2 separate regions of the Mus musculus genome follow, and region 1 is linked to region 2. A link is a contact called in public promoter capture Hi-C data. All regions are on one chromosome and are shown on one strand. The core of a region is the stretch at or near the end of the contact, and the rest is flanking DNA. Distances in the headings are between cores, read along the strand shown.

What was found. Promoter capture Hi-C pulls out the DNA fragments that hold promoters and counts their contacts.
Region 1: a promoter capture Hi-C map of pre-B cells shows a contact between it and region 2, with 3 times the contacts expected there. The contact joins the promoter of Ugp2 here to the promoter of Slc1a4 in region 2. A contact is called at or near these places in 2 of 39 promoter capture datasets (embryonic stem cells and pre-B cells), 1 of 484 Hi-C or Micro-C datasets (embryonic stem cells), 2 of 115 datasets of contacts at active chromatin or transcription factors (astrocytes and pancreatic cancer cells) and 3 of 9 other capture datasets (adipose tissue, liver and macrophages).

Annotation. Positions count from the first base shown.
Region 1 is chr11:21,367,963-21,373,861 of GRCm38.p6, forward strand. Ugp2 (UDP-glucose pyrophosphorylase 2) reads right to left here and starts at 2,667. Exons shown (of 10, transcript NM_139297.6): 1 at 2,225-2,667. The coding sequence starts at 2,243.
Region 2 is chr11:20,328,955-20,334,994 of GRCm38.p6, forward strand. Slc1a4 (solute carrier family 1 (glutamate/neutral amino acid transporter), member 4) reads right to left here and starts at 3,759. Exons shown (of 8, transcript NM_018861.3): 1 at 2,992-3,759. The coding sequence starts at 3,518. It also overlaps the pseudogene Gm12033.

The sequences.
Region 1 (5,899 bases), core at 1,417-3,916, 1.0 Mb after region 2:
AGTTCAGTCACTTAGTACAGCACCCCATTTAAACTTCTCAATGACCCTGCGGCATAGGCACTGAGACCCAGTGGAGAAGGCAGGGACAGGAGATGGATTCCAATGCCTCTCCCATACTAAGCATGCGTGTCATCACTAAATTATACTCTCAGTCCAATTTCCAAACTCTACCCAGGTAGAACCTAAAGTTCAGAAAAGTGTCTAAAAATCCCTTTTTTTAACAAGAGTCAAATCGAAGTCCATACCCTTTCGTATTTCTCAGTATTTATGTAATTTAAGATAGGTCATAAAAACCTACAGCCGAAAACATACGGTAAGCTAACCTACTGAAAAAGCATATAGAACATTTTAGGTTGTGGGCATTTGTTGCCTGTGACAAAATCTACTTTCAAGACACTGTGTTTTTCCCAGGGACATATTATCTTTGTCTATAGAAAATGGTAATCTATTTGGAGACTAGGCCATTCCTAAAATTTTAACCTAAAAAGCAACGGAAGTTGTTGGAAAGGACAGGAGCTGAACACAACTCAGGATTTCCAGGACTTCTCCCCAGCTCATCTCTGGGCATCTTCATCAGCTGTAAAGTACTCCTTAGGGCTCAGAAGCTTAAACGAGGCGACTTGAAATAGCTATGGCCTGGCACTGGTTAGCACTTTCCCGTGAAGCAGCACAGGCCGTGTACCAGCCAGTGGGAAGAAGCCTCAGCAACTTCTGGGGGAGGGGAGGGTCAGCACTGGACTGCTTTTAAAAAGAGAGAACACAGAAGTTTCCAACTCTTATACTTGAAAACTGATATGCGTAGACAACTCTGACATTAGCCAATTAGTTTTCTCATTTCTAACAGTAACCACGATAAGCACTTAGAGCTCACACTTAAACACAACAATGGCGCAATGATACATTCCAGGACTGAGTTAAACATATTTGGAGTATCATCTTTTTGTACAAAACTGCCTGCTTAAATCAAATGTGTCGTCTTGAATTGCATCATGGAGATAGGAATCAGACTGAGCTTATAGCTTAGTTAATGCAAACACGTTAATTTCTTCATTTTGACACTTGTGCAGTATTTTGAAAACTGTAGAAGTACTTTAAAATAATGGGCTTTTAAAAAGTGGGTAGCAATGTCCACAGCCACCTGTGTCTTCTCGATTTAGAAACCTCTAGCTTCATGTCAACTGTAACACCAACTTCAAACATAATGGCAAAATGACATTTCTGAGCTTAGTGCTGAAGGCAGACAGGCATAACGGTCCCATCTGTTTCCATAATAATGAAGGCAGATTCCTTTAATCTAATATGAAAAACTTAAGAGTTAGTAAAGTGGGGCATAAGCCTGTATGGCATTTTCATTTCCAGGGTCAAATGATGGACATCCCTAGCATAACTTTAAAAGGAAAGGGGAAAGGTGCATGGACAGTCACTGAGGATCACGTGAAGCGGTTGCAAACTTTACTGCATGTATTAAGCAAGATGGCTGAAGCTTTCACACACTGGGGTCTGGAAGGAAAGGCTTCTTATAGGCAAACTCTATACAGTTTTGTGACAGAAGTTTAAGGCAGCACCCAATTGCAATACTACAGCTTGGTTGAGGGGTATTTGCTAAATGCATTATTTACACATATACAGATTTGAATGGTAATTTTCAAATTTAAAGAAAGCATAATCTTTCTATATTAAAAAAGAAAAAGCTAAGAGCACTGCAGCAAAGTCATTTCTCTGACTGGTATGACCTCCAGTGTCTACAAACTACTGATTTCGCAATAAATTACTCTGAGACTCAATCCACGTACACACAGAAAAGAAGTGGAGAGCTTCCTACTAGTCTTGACAAACGCATCTGCCTGTCCCTAGCCCTCTGGGTTTCCTTGTCCCACAAAGATAACTAACTTATCATCGAGTGCAAGAAGGGAACAAGAATTAATCAGCAGTCAAAAATCCTGTTTTGATTTTTACAATTACTATCCACGATGTCAGAATACTATTAAAACTGATTTTAGAAGGTAGAAATAACCCCTGCAGGGCGCAGAGGCATACAAACACGTATATGAAATGCCAACCCAATAAGTGGCGCAAAGCAGCTTAAATACCAATTTAACCAAAAAGGTCTGGCAAACGGTATCACAAATGAACACTTCCAGTTACAAACTACCCACTTACTTAGAGACTACCAATATTCAAAATCGGACGAAGCAGCCAAGAGACAGAAAGCAAAATGTCTTACCTTGTACAAATCTCGACATTTTAGGATCTTATTAAAATAATCTGGCTTATAATTTTCAATTTCTAGAATCTACGTTGTAAGGAAGGTCTCTCTCCCTTCCCTGCAACCGAAGTGTTCTTTCTCCTCCGATGTTTAACTACTTAAAGAAGAATTCGGGGGGAAAAAAAATCAAAACTAGTCTTTAAAAAGAAAAATCCTGAAGACGGAAAACTTGGTGGGACCGACTCAGCTTGGGAGGGAACTCCAGGCTACTCAGCGATCCCGACACCAACAGGGGACGACTGGAGACTCCGGAAAAGGTAAAACCAGACGAACTTAAATTTCATCAATGGAGAGGCGGACCTAGAGCCGCTTCACCGCCCTCCGGTCTCCACGCCCTCTAGGGCAGGACTGCCGCAGGCCCCCGGCCGCACCCCGAGGCCCCTCGCCGGCGGCCGTCCAGCGGCGAGCTGCTGGCGCCCCGTGTAGATCGGGAGGCGGGGAGGCCGGCGAAGGGGCAACGCAACCTTTTCTCCAGCCCATAAATAGCCGGGACTCGGAGATGCTGCGAATTCCGCACTCGGGCAGACAGCTGCCCGCGGCCTCCACTGGCCGCCCTCCCCTACGCAGCCGCTCCACACCAGGGCCCGGCTCGCCCCCTCCCTGCCCCCCGGGCCTGGCCGCCCAGACCCCCCGGGAGGCCTGGCCCTCCCTGACACGCCCTCGCCCGCCCGCCCGCCCGCCCCCTACTCTTCCACGCCCCACTGTCGGCCCCCGGCCACGCCTTTCGGAGCAGGACCCCACAAGGAGGTCGCTCGGAGCCCGGCCCGCCCCTTAAGCGACACCCACCTTCCTATTCCCTCGAGGGCTGAGAAGTTGGGGGCCTGGAATCAGGTCTCGCACGCTGCACGAGCGTGGCCGAGGCGACCTCCCCTCCGCTCCCGTCACACGCAAACACCTGGAGCCTGGCGCCAGCGTGCGCAGCCCCTGACCCTCCAGCCCGCCGCCTCCGGACACCGGAGCCCCCACTTTCGCCACACACCTCCCCTCCCCCTCCTTCCCCCCTCCCAATGCGGAAATGTCCCTACTGCTCAGAGCGACAGGCACAGCCGCCAGTCCGGAGCCGAAGTTTGCCTAAGGACCTGGCCAATGAGACACGCGGAGGTGGCAGGGGGCGGGGCGTTCGAGGCCCGAGGGAGGCGGGCGCAGAAGCGAAGGCGGGAATCCCACGCGTGGGAGCTGCACAGGCAGCAGCACGGTGCCAAGCACGTCTGTCTCTGCTTGCTGTTTGCAGATGCCACGAGCGTGTGAGAAAACCGAAGCGTGTGCTTGTGTTTGCACTCCACCAGAATTTGCCCGTTGAGGAAACCTTGAACTCCCCTTCCTCAGGGACACCAGGCTCTTCTCAAGAGGACCCAAAGGCTCTGCCACCAATTAGGGTTTGAGGAGGGTTAAGGCAACCTTTTCAGAATCAAGTAAAGGGATGGGATGTGTGTGGCTCACCAACAGGAGGAGGGCCTGGGGGCGTCGAAGGGAATGCCAAATAAAGGCTCTCCAGAAAGAGCCATCACTATTCGCCTTGCCTCGAATCCCACTCCTGGGCACGTTTGTGCTGGAATTGGGCGTTTACTTTTCTAGCCAAAGTGAAAATGACTTATTATCCTTAAGATGCTGATGATAGATCTTGAAGTCTCCAAAAGAAAGATGAAGTTAAAAGCCAGAACGTTGGCACCCGTCTGGGGACTCCCTGAGGTGTGCCCAATCACAGCTAGTCTTGCCAACCATTTAAGCCTGTAAGACTGCCTGTCTTCTTTAACATTCTCGCGTTACCCTACTTGGTTTGTCAGTTCTGTAACCAAGCACTTCCAGAAGGGTTTGAAATGTACAACATTATTCAGCCAAGGTAAATGAGAATTTCTAAATTATTCTCTAGAAAAGAGAGAGCTTTCATTATTCAGTCCTTTGGGTTCATATGGAAATGTTATTAAACAACACAGGAAAAGATAGTGTTCATGTTGCTTATGTAGAATCCAAAAACCTTAGGCATCCAAATATCTCAGCTAAGAAAATAACTTTCTCCAAATGAAAAAAATTTCTAAAATAACAAATGACGTCAGTTTAATAACGACACTTGCTCTGGAGTTTTTGCTTAGACTCTACATCCTCTCTGAACAGTAGAGAAATTGTTCCAGCAGTGAATGAACTATATTTATCAGTCAGTGTAAGCACTAAAACAGAACCAAAGACCTGGGGCTCCTCATGTAAGTCAGCCTGCAAAAACTTACGTGCAACAAGGAATCTTTAACTTTCCCAGGCTTATTATATAATAGAATGGCCAGTTATTTTTGACTTCCACAGAAGATTAACAAGGGGAGAAACGATCTTTAAATCTAGCAAAAACATTTGGTAGTTCCTAAGAATTGGCATCTTGATTTATGATTGAGTAACTACTGACACAAAGGACACAAAGAATGTTGGGCATTCACTACTTTAAAACAAGTCCCCAGAAAGTAAACCATTACCCATCTTCCGTGGTTAACTTTATAGTGAGGGGCTGACTCTTGGCCAGAAGCACCAGAGAAACCACATTTCTAAATGCTATGTTTATATAGTGCCTTGCAAATGAAATTTCTTTAGAGAGGGGCTTGAATTTAAATTCCAGATCTTCAGATAGAGTATCTCACTCCTTAAGAATGAGGAAAATAGCTCAGCTGACAAATCACGGGATAGGGATGTAAAACCTGAGGCTCTTCAGGACCATAAACCAATTGTTTGTTTCTCTCTTTACATTCAGCTCTCTCTCTCTCTCTCTCTCTCTCTCTCTCTCTCTCTCTCTCTCTCACACACACACACACACACACACACACCTGGGGGTGGGGATAGCCATGGGATGGGGTCGGAATGGGGAGTCTCTTCTGTTTGATTTTTTTCTTTTAAGAATTTTTATTTTACGTGTATTGAGTGCGCCATGTTTGTGTCTGGTGCCTGTAGAGGCCAGAAGAGGTCATGGGATCCCCTAGACCTGGAATTAAAGAAGGTTATGAATCACTCTGTGCTAGGAACCCAACCAAGGTACTCTGTAAGAGCTAGTGCTCTTAACTACTAAGGCATCTCTGCAGACCCTGACCACTTTTCCCCCAAGTCAGATTACAGATAAAGAGGTCAGGTGAGGTAACAAACAGAATAGACACCTGGACGCCAGTTTCTGGTGAGCTGTGCTGTCCCCCAAGGGCCACAGAAGTCCTGCCTCTAATTTACTTCAGTCCATCTTCCTACTTCCCCATAGGAAAACAGAAAAACACACAAAACAAAGCAAAACTTTGTTTTAACTGGTCTTATGCCTTGTGAGCAAACCCACAGCCTCAGCCATGCTACTTAAGAACCCTGCCACTAGCCTCAGCCATAGCTCCTATACAATAACACTCTAACAACAACAAACCCAATGCCTGCTTCCTTGTTTTTGAGCATAATCTTTGCTGCCTCTTTAGATGTAGTGTTTGTCAGTATTTGCTACATGGAAAATATTCCATAAGTGTGTATTGAGTGATAGATTTGGTGTTGTTACATCTTTTCATTCACAGTATTGTATCCTGGTCTCTACTATACAAGAACCGTTAATTCATATTTAGAAGTAATGACTCTTAGTTTCTATGCTTTTCATCTAGAATATGAATGTGGGACGAAGTATGTAAGAGC
Region 2 (6,040 bases), core at 2,509-5,008:
ACATCACTTGGATACACGACTTACACAGGCAAACAGGTGTGACGCTTATCTGGACTGGCAAATGGAGAGCTCAGCTGTGCTGCACACACACAACAGCTCAGTGTGGAAAACTTCAAAAATGTTTCTTCTGTATACATTTGGTGTGGTTTGTCCTTCTGATCTATTGTCAAGGTGGTGTGTGTTTCCCCATCCTATATAAGAATATAAAATAGTGAACTTTTGCTCTGTTTTGTTGCTGTTGCTTCAGAAGTGTTTCCTTTTATTTAAGTTCAAAAATTCTTTACTAAGTCTGCAGGAACTTCAAAGACTCCAGAACAGGATAAGGCATAGTATGTATACCTGCTAAGTATTTATCAGCCCCGGTGTTTATTGTCTCAGAGCTAGTTAACAAAGGGTTCTCCTTTCAGATCTCGGTACCCCCTATAAGGATGGGAGCTGAGGAAGGCCTGGGGGATGGTAGGCTTGCACAGCTGGTGTTCATCATGATATTGTGTATATGTATGTTTTTAAGCTTAAGGCCAGCCTGAGCTAGATCCAGGGCAGCCAGGGCCAGAATGTGAAATCTCATTTTTTTTGGGGGGGGGGGAGGGGGATGGTGGTGAGGAAAGGGGTTTGAGACAGGGTTTCTCTGTGTAGCCCTCGCTGTCCTGAAATTCACTCTGTAGATCAGGCTGGCCTTGAACTCAGAAATCCGCCTGCCTCTGCCTCTCAAGTGCTGGGATTAAAGGCATGCACCACCACTACCTGACAGAATCTCATTTAAGAAAAACAAAAAACAAAAGAAAGACAATTGACCCAGAGATCCCCTTGATCCAGGTAGCATTTCCAGGAGGCTTGGGCGTGTTTCCTGTCATAAGCTACTCTGAGCAGTACAGGCATACTTTCCTTCACTTAAGTGCTTCATCCAAATGCCCAGCTCGAGTGAAAGGGCACCGACCTGGCTTATGGTAGTTCCTCTTCTTGGTTCTCCTTTTGGCTCTCGGCAAACATTTCTGAGACAGTGACATTAGACCAGGATATACTGCCATTACTATACATTTTGTCTTGGAGAATGAGCAAACCGTAAACCATGGAGCAGAAGACCTATGGATCTCCTAGTCCACCCTGCCCCATGAGAGTCAAACTTAGGGCCATAAAATCACTCTACCATTAAAGCGTAAACCCCGCCCTTGGTTAAGATTTCACTAGTAGCTCAGGCTGGACTCAAACCCTGCCTCCTAAGTAAGTGTCCCAAACACGCTCAGCCCTAATCTTTGCCTACATTTCCTGGGTTGGAAGCAGGATTGCACGACTTGCCCTGCCCTTATCACGAACTTCTAGGTCAAGTGCAGCTAGCTAGTAGAAGCATTAGAAAATACTACCCCATCCTAACAGGCCAGGGAAAGCTCTTCTGGGGAGATGCAACAAGGGTTGCCCTAGTCTCTGAGAAATGACACCTATACTGATTCTTGAGACATGACACTGGGTCACCATTCACTTTAAAAGCAGGAGCTAGAAGGGCTTGGGTCTAAAACCACGGCCATAAAACAGTAAGTTGTAAGTCCTTTCTTGGGGTGATGGCCATAAAGTGGTTCTCACTCCTCCTACCCCCAATTACTGGTCAGTTCCTTTTTCAATGATGGAAGAACACCATTAAGGCTCCTGTGTTACCATAGAGAGGCACAGATGAACATCATACTCCCATTTGGGCCACAGATGGCTCTACAAAAAGAACCCTGAAACCCCATATTTCTCTCCCTGAGGACAGAACAAACCAAAGCTACTCTGGGCTTCAGTAGAGTTCTCTATCTCTGAACACATCTACAGTTATGTCTCAAACCTTAAGACTCTTGGACTACCAGGCCACCTGGCAGGCGCCAAAGCCTACAGTTCCATCGAAGTTCCCGTAGGCTACCTCCACTTGCTCTGTTTGCAGGAACTTTTGGTCTTTTTCAGCAGATTCCCCCACCCCCCCACCCCCCCACCCCCACCCCCCGTCCAATACCATGTCTCGGTTTTTTGTTTTGTTTTAGATGAACAAACTCTTGAAGTGGCAAGACAGCTGTCACATTTTCCACATGAAGAAATGGAGACAGGAGAAAGACAAGTCACTTGCCCAGAGTTCTCTGGTTTTCACCACCTCAGCAATGAGGAGCTTTGCCCAATGACTCAAGACAAAATATACCACTAAGGCTCAGAAAGCTGGAAGGCAAGCCAGCTGGACTCCTCGTTCAGACGAACCTGGTTACATTAGTAAACGCCTGCAGACTAATGTTTTCCCATCTGTGAACTTTGGATTAGTTCAAATGGAGAGGTGAAGCTTTGAAAACTACACTCTATCATCCCAGGGGATGAAATACAACTCCTGAGTGGAGAAAAAAAAAAAAAAAAAAAAAAAAAAAACAAGCAAAGAAAGGTGTGTGTATCTCAACTCTCTGGATCTCCCCGCTTTCTACAAAGAAATAACGCTAGGCCCCATGATCCTGACCAAGAACGTCCACAACCTGTCCTAAGCCTGAGAGGCAGTCACGTAGCTGGGCAACGGGCTCCACATAACTAACTCCAGTTTTATTATTCTTGGACACATCCATAATTCTGCTGAAAATTGCCAACTTCCTTCCAGACCAAAGGCTGAATCAGAGAAAACCTCAGACTACAAGCTGGATAGCTCCTCTGGTGAAAGTCACTCAATGTCCTGGAAGCTTTGGGGTGATGTAGGGGAGAAAACAGGAACAATTAAAAAAACGAAACAAAACAAACAAACAAAACTGAGAGAGCCCAGTGTAAGGAGTAAAGCACAACTGAGAAGGTATACACTTAACATCCCACCTAACGGAAAATCGGTTCCAGCAAAAAGCTGTGGCCTCCAGTCTTTAAAGGTGTGGCCAGCACGTAGCCCAGACGTAAATATGAAATTTAGTGTTAAGGGCCAACAGTAACTGAATTAACTCTAGGTGATATGAGTGCACGTGGCGTCTCCCGCCGTGCCTTTGGCGGGGTGGAGAGCAGTACCTGAGTAAATCGAGGAAAGAGTCCACTGTCTCTTTGGAGACCGGAGGAGGCCCTGAGTTCTCCAGCCCCAGGCTGCTGGACTGGAGGGTCTGCGCGCCCGCCCCTGGCTTGATGATGAACGCCAGAGCAACGGCGAGAGCCGAGGCGCTCAGCGTGGTGAGGCCGAAGTAAGCAACAGCGATGCCACCCAGACGCCCGAGGGAGCTGGCATCCAGGGAGGCGGCTCCCGACACCAGGCTGCAAACCACCAGCGGCAGGATGATCATGCGCAGCATGCGGAGCAGCATCTCGCCCGGGAAGGCCAGGTAAGTGATCTGGGTGCGGGTGAGCTGCAGCCCCCTCAGCGCCGCGCCCATGCCGGCACCCACCAACACTCCCGACACGGTGAGCAGCACCAGCGCGTGGCGCCGAAAAAAGCTAGCACAGCGCTGCGATTTGCCCATCGCCGTCTCGGGCGTTCGGGGCCCGGCCGCAGGCTCTGCCTGGGTGCCGTCGAGGTAGCCGTTGGTCTCGCCGCTCTTCTCCATGTCGTTGCCCACCGCTCTAAGCGGTAACACTCAAGGAACTTGGAGAAAAGACCGGTTTCGAATGAATGGATCAGGCGGAGACAGTGGCCTGTGCCAGCTGCGGCTTCCGAGCTCTGTGAGTCCCTACAGGAACACTTTTCAGAAAGATAAAAGAGAGACGTGGGTTGTGGGTTGGAGCCCAGGCAGAGCAGACCGCGCCGCGCCCAGCCTTCTTTCAGAGCCGCTGCAGGCTGGAGATGATGCAACGCAGGAGGCACGCTGGAGGCTGCAGCCTAGGAAGGAGGGCGGGGCTTGAGCTCGCCCCGCCCATGTAGGCGCACCTCCGATGTTACGACCAATTAGAACCCTGAATATCCGTTCCCCACCTCCCTGACGTTTCCCAGGTCCCGCCCTTCTCCCACCCTCCGGGAGGCACAGCAAAGAGAGTGAGAGACAGGCAGGCTGGGCTCTCCCGACGGGGCGTGAGGCCATCGGCCAATCCTGTCTCCTGGCAGCTTTCAGTCCTACTGTCCAGGCCTCGGGGAGAGAGGGAGGGGAGCGTCTGGAACGCCTCGGCAGTTCTTCTCCTCAGCTGGTGGAGGAGGGGAGCCCTCGGAGGTTGGTGCCCGCCCTCCGCTAGGGAGTCCGGAACGACCCAACCTCCATCCTGCGGGAAATCCTTTCTTCTAAGGGCTCTGTAGGCTTTCCTGGTACAGAGACAAAGGAGTGGGTGGATGGGGGAAAGTCTCATTGCGTGCACGTACAAGACTCTAGCAGAGCTTTACCCTTAGGTGACCAGCGAGTCCGGGTGGCACTATGCACAGTGCCAAGGGTGAGCCACTGCGTGCACTAGCGCCCTCTGGGGCGAGTCCATTGGACTCTGGGGAGAAGCCTGGTGTGTGCAGGCTGAAGACGTAAAACTCTCCCAGAGAAACAGAGCTCTAACGCCACCACTTTCGGTGGCGTGTCTGCCATGTAACTTAAGCTGAAACACAAGCGGGATTTTAACCACCCCCTTCCGGGTCTCCAGACTTGGCACGCCAACAGTTCAGTCAAGTGTTTGGCCAGTCTGAAAGATGGTTCAATGGATTTTTTAAAAATGCCATTTATTTACTATCTTCCCGGGCCACAGCAGATAAAAAGGGAAACCTTGGCAGTCGTTTATTGTGTTATTTATTTATTTATTTATTTATTTTTCCCTATTCTGCTTTTGAAAAGAACTACCTCCCCAGACCTCCAAGAAAGCCCTAGTTAGGTGTAGCTGAGTTAAAGAGGAAGACAATGTGAAGTAAAGTAATTTTGAAGTATACCATAACAGAAACCTGTGCAAATCAATATGTCCTGTCGAGGTGTAAAACGTCCAATTGTTGAGACAGCAAAGAGTTCCTTACATGAAGCCATTTAGCTGTCATGTACAGCTTGTTGAAATAGGAGCTTATTGGTGGGAGGGAGGTGTGTTCATTAGATGAGGACCTATACATATTTTTATCTTGTTTCCCAGAACATGGTTTACCTCTCTGTGCAAGGATGGATGATTCCTACAGACCCATGTTCCTCATTTCCAGGTAGCTCTGCCTCCTTTTTCCTAAGCTGCTGCTTTTATGCAAAAGACTGAAGTCATGTTCCAGAAGTGGGTTTCCAATTGCCTGCTTTACAGCTCCACCCAGACATTCTGCAGCATCTCAGCTCAGCATATTCCGAATCAGATTTGTGATTGTCTCCTCCAGCCTGTTACTGCTATCATTATGATCTGCCTCTGTGAACCTTCATGTTTAAGTTTTCTCTAGTCTGATCTGTTGTTAAGCCCCATGACTCATGTTGAAATGTCCTTTCTCTCCTCTACTTCCACTAGCCATGCTGTTGACTGCATGCTAGTGCTTGACAAATTCTTCCTTTGTGGCCCAAGCAGGCCTTGAACTCAGAATCTCCCCTGCCTCTATGTAGAGATTTGGTTTGTTGCTATGTATTGTAATGCTAAATACTGGCCCTTGTTGCCTAGGGGACTAGAAGATCCTCACAGTACATCAACGTGATACTATGTAACCTTGCCCCTCAAGTTATCCCTGATTGGTCAATAAAGATGCAGACAGCCTATAGCTGGGCAGAAGAGAGGCAGGTGAGGTTTCAGTTCCTGGGCTTGGGGTCTGAGGCAGGACCATGAGAGGGAGGAAAGAAGGTGGAGAGAGGAGACACCAGGGGATAGGTAAATCATGAAAACATGGCCATAAAGGCTAGCCAGTTCAAGTAAGAGCAGCCTAGGCAGAACGTGGCAAGTTATATCTCGGGGTCATTGATAGGGAAGTAGGCAAAATAGCTTAGAGGGGCGACATCTGCCCAGCTCTAGTGCTTTAAAGGCTTCTTTTTTTTTTTTTTTTTTTTTTTGGGTGCAGCGAACTTTATTGATGGTATTCAAGAGAGTAGGGAGGGCTCCCTAGGCCCCTCCTGTTATTATGGGGGTCTGGGATGGAAATTGTGAGGGAGATGCTCAGTGTTGGGGGCCGAGTTGGGATAGGGCCTCTCTTGCTCAGTGTCCTTGCTGGGGT